Linked DNA regions of Bombyx mori: region 2 is linked to region 1. Evidence: chromatin contacts called from public Hi-C data. All regions are on one chromosome and are shown on one strand. Each heading gives the region's core, a stretch centred on a gene start, on an enhancer-like site or on the middle of the called end of the contact. The rest is flanking DNA. Distances are from core to core; before and after follow the strand shown. Region 1 overlaps LOC101740041 (rho GTPase-activating protein Graf). Region 2 holds the start of LOC101740041 (rho GTPase-activating protein Graf).

Region 1 (2,700 bases), core at 70-2,569:
ATTACTTCCGTTTGATTGCAGAGGCCTTCGGTACGACGACGTGGAGCAAGCAGTTCTGCACGTACGAGAAGAGATCCCGGATCCTGACCCTGACGCCGTACAATCAGATCAACGTCAAAACGGTACGTCCGACGCGCCAGTGCTCGATGTTCCAATGCTGTTCTCGTTACAAGTGTGTCGTCTGAGTGAGTGGGCTGGTCCGCAGAGCTGGTCTCCCGAGGCCGTGTGTCTGTGCGGCGCCGTGGCTTGCGGTGAGGCGGCGGAGCGGCGTTGGTGCTGGGAGGCAATCCCCGCAGACCGCGAGCGCAGCCCCCTCACGCTGCAGGCGCTCTCGCAGCGGGACCGCGCCGCCTGGCTCGCGGCCGTCGACGAGCCCCCCGCCGAGAGACACCCGCAGGTGCGTCACACTACCCCCCCCCCCCCTATTGCCTTGGAGTACTTCACGCGGATTAAAGTTGAGGGTAGTTCGAGAATGAAACGATCGCAGCTTTCGGCTATTTTATTTGACGAAGTTCAAATTAAAATCAGTGATATTTAAAAAAAATTGAGATTTTTAATTGATAAAAATCTATCGTGGAACGCATCGATAACAGAAATCAGCTGGAAGATGCTTGTATTAGCTGCATCTCTGAGACGGTTACGAAACTCTTCCGACCGGCACCAAGGTTGCGCTTGCACAGTCTCTTCTCCTTCCAATCCTTAGCATCCTTAGATGGGTGGACAAGTTCAGAGCTTACCTGTGGTGTTAAGTGGTTACTGGAGCCCATAGACATCAACAATGTAAATGCGCCACCCACCTTGAGATAAGTTCTAAGGTCTCAGTATAGTTACACCGGCTGTCCCACCCTTCAAACGGCAGAAATAGGTGGAGTGGTGGTACCTACCCGTGCGGACTCACAAGACGTCCAACCACCAGTAACTTATTCTAACTAAATTATTCTAATAGCCATAATCTCTTGTTAACAGAAAGCATCTGTGAACAGTGAAGAGTTTGCGTTAGACGAAACGGGATTCGCCTTCGTGCGGAAGCTGATATCCGTGATAGAGTCGAGGGGGCTGGAGGAGCAGGGACTGTACAGGTGAGGCAGCCGGCGGCGCCCCCGCGGCCCCGCAGCCCGGCGACTGACCCGACCGTGTGTTGCCGCAGGGTGGCGGGCGTGGCGTCCAAGGTGTCGCGGCTGGTGGCGTGCGGCGCGCCGGGCCGCCGCCTGCCGCCCGCGCTCCACGACCCGCTGGAGTGGGAGACCAAGACCCTGACCTCCGCGCTCAAGAGCTACCTGCGCGCGCTGCCCGACCCGCTGCTCACCCGCGCGCTGCACGACCGCTTCATCGCCGTCGTCAGTCAGTACACTGCTCCTCGCACTGCAACTAGATGATAAGTATCGGTGGTCACCGTCGTCACCAACTGCGTCACCGACTGTACTCGGAGAGCCCCGGGGAGTGGCGCTCCAGTCGGACGTTGCGTGGAAAACCACTGAATATGAGTTGTAACTTTATTATTGATATTTTCATAGGGATGTCATTAGTCAACGATAAATGAGAGAAAGAGAGTGAGTAAGAGAGAGTGAGAGGGAGAGAGAGAGAGTGAGAGAATGAGTGAGAGAGGGTGATATAGAGAGAGTATTGAGTGGGAAGGCGAGATGCCACTATTATTTACTTAAGCGTTTTGATAAATGTCTGTTATTTGAATCCGTAATGTAATGCAAAATATTTCGAAGTTGTGTAGTTATACATTGCGTGTAGTATAAAATGCAAGATTTTTGTTCAGAAGTTCCCCTTTCGTAGTACGAATTCGTGCGCGGTAGAGTTTTATCACGTAATGCATTAGCGTGTCGCGTGACGCGTGACGCTAGCCGCGTGTCGCGTGACGAGCGCCGCGTGACGTGCGCGGCGTGACGCTTGCCGTGTGCCGCAGAGTGCGAGCGGCGGGCGGAGCGCGCGGCGGGCGTGTGCGAGCTGGTGCGCGCGCTGCCGCCGCACAACCGGGACATGCTGCTGCTGGTGCTGGCACACCTGCGGAAGTACGGTTTTTTTTTTTATTGCTTACATGGGTGAACCCACCTGGTGTGAAGCGGTTACTAAAGCCCATAGACATCTACGACGTAAATGCGCCACCCACCTTGAGATATAAGTTCTAAGGTCTCAAGTATAGTTACAACGGCTGCCCCGCCTTTCAAATCGAAACACATTACTGCTTCACGGCAGAAATAGGCTGGGTGGTGGTACCTACTCGCGCAGACTCACAAGTGGTCCTACCACCAGGCTGCTGGCTAATACACACGCTGTCACCGGACACACCTTAGAGACCTCGCCCGCGCCTACTTTTTGTAGCGTTGCAGTAGCGATGCTATCGCGCGTTCTCATCGATACAACCGCGATGCTGCCCCTAGATGTGTACCTTCGCCCAGATTCTGTATCGCTACTATCGCGATGCTGTCGCGATTCAGGATCTACCTAGAAATGTTTGTACGCGCTTACAGCGATACAGCCGCGCGTTTGCATAGCTTCTGTCGCACGTTACAAATGCGACTAACGCGCGATAGTAGCGAGGCAGAAGCGCGCTTACAAAACGCGCGACAACATCGCTACAAAAAGTCGTCGCGGGCGAGGCCACTTAGGCTTTAAGGTTAAGTGAATACCAGCCTTGGGACGTTAACATAAAGCCTCAATTTGCAAAGCAACGATGAAACAAAGCTCGCT
Region 2 (2,700 bases), core at 103-2,602, 43 kb before region 1:
TTAGTTTCGTGCCCTGCGCGATTGTTTGGTGAAATTAGTGTCATGCAACTAATTTCATAGTGTAGACGCGACGTGAAACTAATGTCGCGAAAGGGCCTCCGCAGTGCGGACGTGTGTATTGTTAGTTCGGACGCGCTTCAAGCGTTGAAAATGACAAACTAACGATGGAGTACAACTTTTTAACGAAATTACTTTCGCATATATCGAAACTACTTTCGTGAAACTGAGCTCAACATGCATGACACTAATTTCGTAATGTAAATCCCGCATAAGAAAAGTTTGTGTCAGTTATGAAGTTCTTGTGTGATTGCTTTTAACAATTTTTATTATTCTATAAGTCACAAATGCAAAGACATTTCGAGGTTTTTTTTTTATTGCTTATATGGGTGGACGAGCTCACAGTTCACCTAGTGTTAAGTGGTTACCGGAGCCCATAGACATCTACGACGTAAATGCGCTACCCACCTTGAGATATTAGCTCTGATGTCTCAAGTATAGTTACAACGGCTGCCCCACCCTTCGAACTGAAACGCATTACTGCTTCACGGCACAAATAGGCGGGGCGGTGGTACTTACCAACGCGGACTCACAAGAGATCCTACCACCAATCAAAAATGAGAATGAGATATGAGAATCCTAGTACTTAATACCTACACAACCGGTACAATGTTTATAAATATTGTTTTTAGTTTATTTAAGTTATATTGCTATAGAGTTATTCATAGTTTTTTTTTTGTTTAATGGTGGAAAAAGTACTGTGAGGGAGCGCGTCTTGCCTTAATTAATAACCGAACTTTACTCGTCCCTTCCGTCCGTCAAGTCCATCAATTTAGGTTTTTATATCATTAATTCTCTCAAAGCGAACATGCTTTGATACCTTCTACTTAATAAAAATGTAATATGTGTTTGATTGAACTAAGACCAATATACCAGTCTATCTAATATATATTATTATCTATGACTAAGACATAATAAATGATCTGCGTGAAACGCAACTAGCCACATGACTATGGTGTTACCAATTCTCAATGTTATGTTTTGGTAGTTATTATTTTAAATTAAACTAAAATTAAAAACTAAGCAAATAAAACTAAACTAAAATTATTTTTTGGTAAAATCAATAGTAATGGTTAGTCTGAATCGCTACTGTTAATATTTTTAACATAATTACCAGTAAATAAACTTAAATAAAACGTTCAATTAGTTTTTCCTATTTTCTACCTCGACTTTTCGAATTGCTTATAAAGTTTTGAGTTTTTTCACACTGAAATTATCTTATAATAGCCTAAGACAGTGGTTTTTAGGAGAATCAATTGAATCAATTTAACGACTTAATGTTTTATGGTAGTTTATCAAATCAAGACGCTTATGACCCAAAAAGCTACCTTGTGTTGACAGTTTGACAGCTACGCAGTAATCGTGCAGTATTGTCGGAATTTTACTGCCGTATTTTTTTCAAATTTTCTGTTTATATCATCGTAGATAAGGGTACTAAAGTCAGCGTAATAACGTATCAGTGTTGTTAGCTGTGTGAAGTGGTAAAACGCAATGTCCCGCGCGATAGGCGGTCGGTGAAAGTGCAAGGTGTTGTGACCGCGAGTGATCATAAAACGAGTGGATAGTGGATGACGATGGGCGTGGGTCTGCAGCCTCTAGAGTTCACCGAGTGCCTCGCGGACAGCCCTCAGTTCCGCGAGAATCTCCAACGTCACGAAAAGGAACTAGAACGAACCAGCCAGCAGATCAAGCGGCTCATCAAAGAAGTCAAGGATGTCGTGCAGGCAGCTAAACGTGAGTGCGAACCCTTCACCTGCGACCGCGCACCGCTCGAAAGTGTTAAGGTCAAATTATTCACGCGACACAAAGAATGCTCTACGTGTTGCATAGTTCGGCACTGTACATCCCCGCCCGTTATAGTTTATCATACAACTAATACAGAAGTGTGACGATATTACGTCTGTACATTAAAATCATTATATTTAACTTTTTCTGTTATCCTATGTCAAGCCAAAGATATATATTATTATAATCACAGAACCATGCTATCAATATATCAAGTTAATTCATTTATTCTTGATTTAATACTAGTGAAACTGCAGGTTAAAATATATCTATAACTCTTATAATATATTTCAACTTTGATAATGATATTTGAGATGAGTGAGTGTTGAGCTGACAGCTGATAGAATAGAATGGAAGAGAAAAATTAGCTCTGCCAGTCCCACCTAGTGGGATAAGGTGAAGAATAAGAATGATATTTGGGTTATAATTGTGATGAATTAAATCGACATAATTGAATTTGTAGTCAATAATTGCACATAAGTTAATCAATGTTAGAGCAAGTGTCAGTAAACTGACCATGTTTGGGCAGTTTATTGATACTGTTAATAACCATAACAACCAACATAGTCCATAAGTAATGGTGCCAAGCTAGGATCTGTCTTTATGTTATCACTTCAAGAACAACTAAAAAAAAGAGATTTACGCCAATTGAGTATCTGTGATTTTTTATTTGGACAGTGAAAGGCTATTTGTTTTAAGAAACATTTTGCTTAATACGCGACATTTACCATTGTAATTAAAGGTCCGTCTAATTTGGTATTAGTATCAACAATTGGATGTTATTAATTGAACTTCAATTAAGTTTACCCCATTCAAATGACTGAAGAAGTTTTATGTTATGATTTTTTTTCCAAATTT

The links. Hi-C and Micro-C count contacts between places; a contact is called where the count stands out from the background.
Region 2: a contact with region 1 is called in a Hi-C map of whole pupa, with 2.0 times the contacts expected there. The contact joins the promoter of LOC101740041 here to the enhancer-like site in region 1. A contact is called at or near these places in 4 of 7 Hi-C or Micro-C datasets (middle silk gland, midgut and whole pupa).

What each region holds. Positions count from the first base shown.
Region 1 is chr14:1,586,795-1,589,494 of ASM3026992v2, reverse strand. LOC101740041 (rho GTPase-activating protein Graf) reads left to right here. Exons shown (of 17, transcript XM_038015543.2): 8 at 22-122; 9 at 206-397; 10 at 967-1,079; 11 at 1,148-1,341; 12 at 1,916-2,021. Among protein-coding and RNA genes, the nearest start is that of LOC101739907, 27 kb to the right of the region's middle. Within about 2 kb of position 1,319, at least 3 of the 8 cell types and tissues checked have open chromatin away from gene starts, as enhancers often do.
Region 2 is chr14:1,630,313-1,633,012 of ASM3026992v2, reverse strand. LOC101740041 (rho GTPase-activating protein Graf) reads left to right here and starts at 1,352. Exons shown (of 17, transcript XM_038015543.2): 1 at 1,352-1,791. The coding sequence starts at 1,626.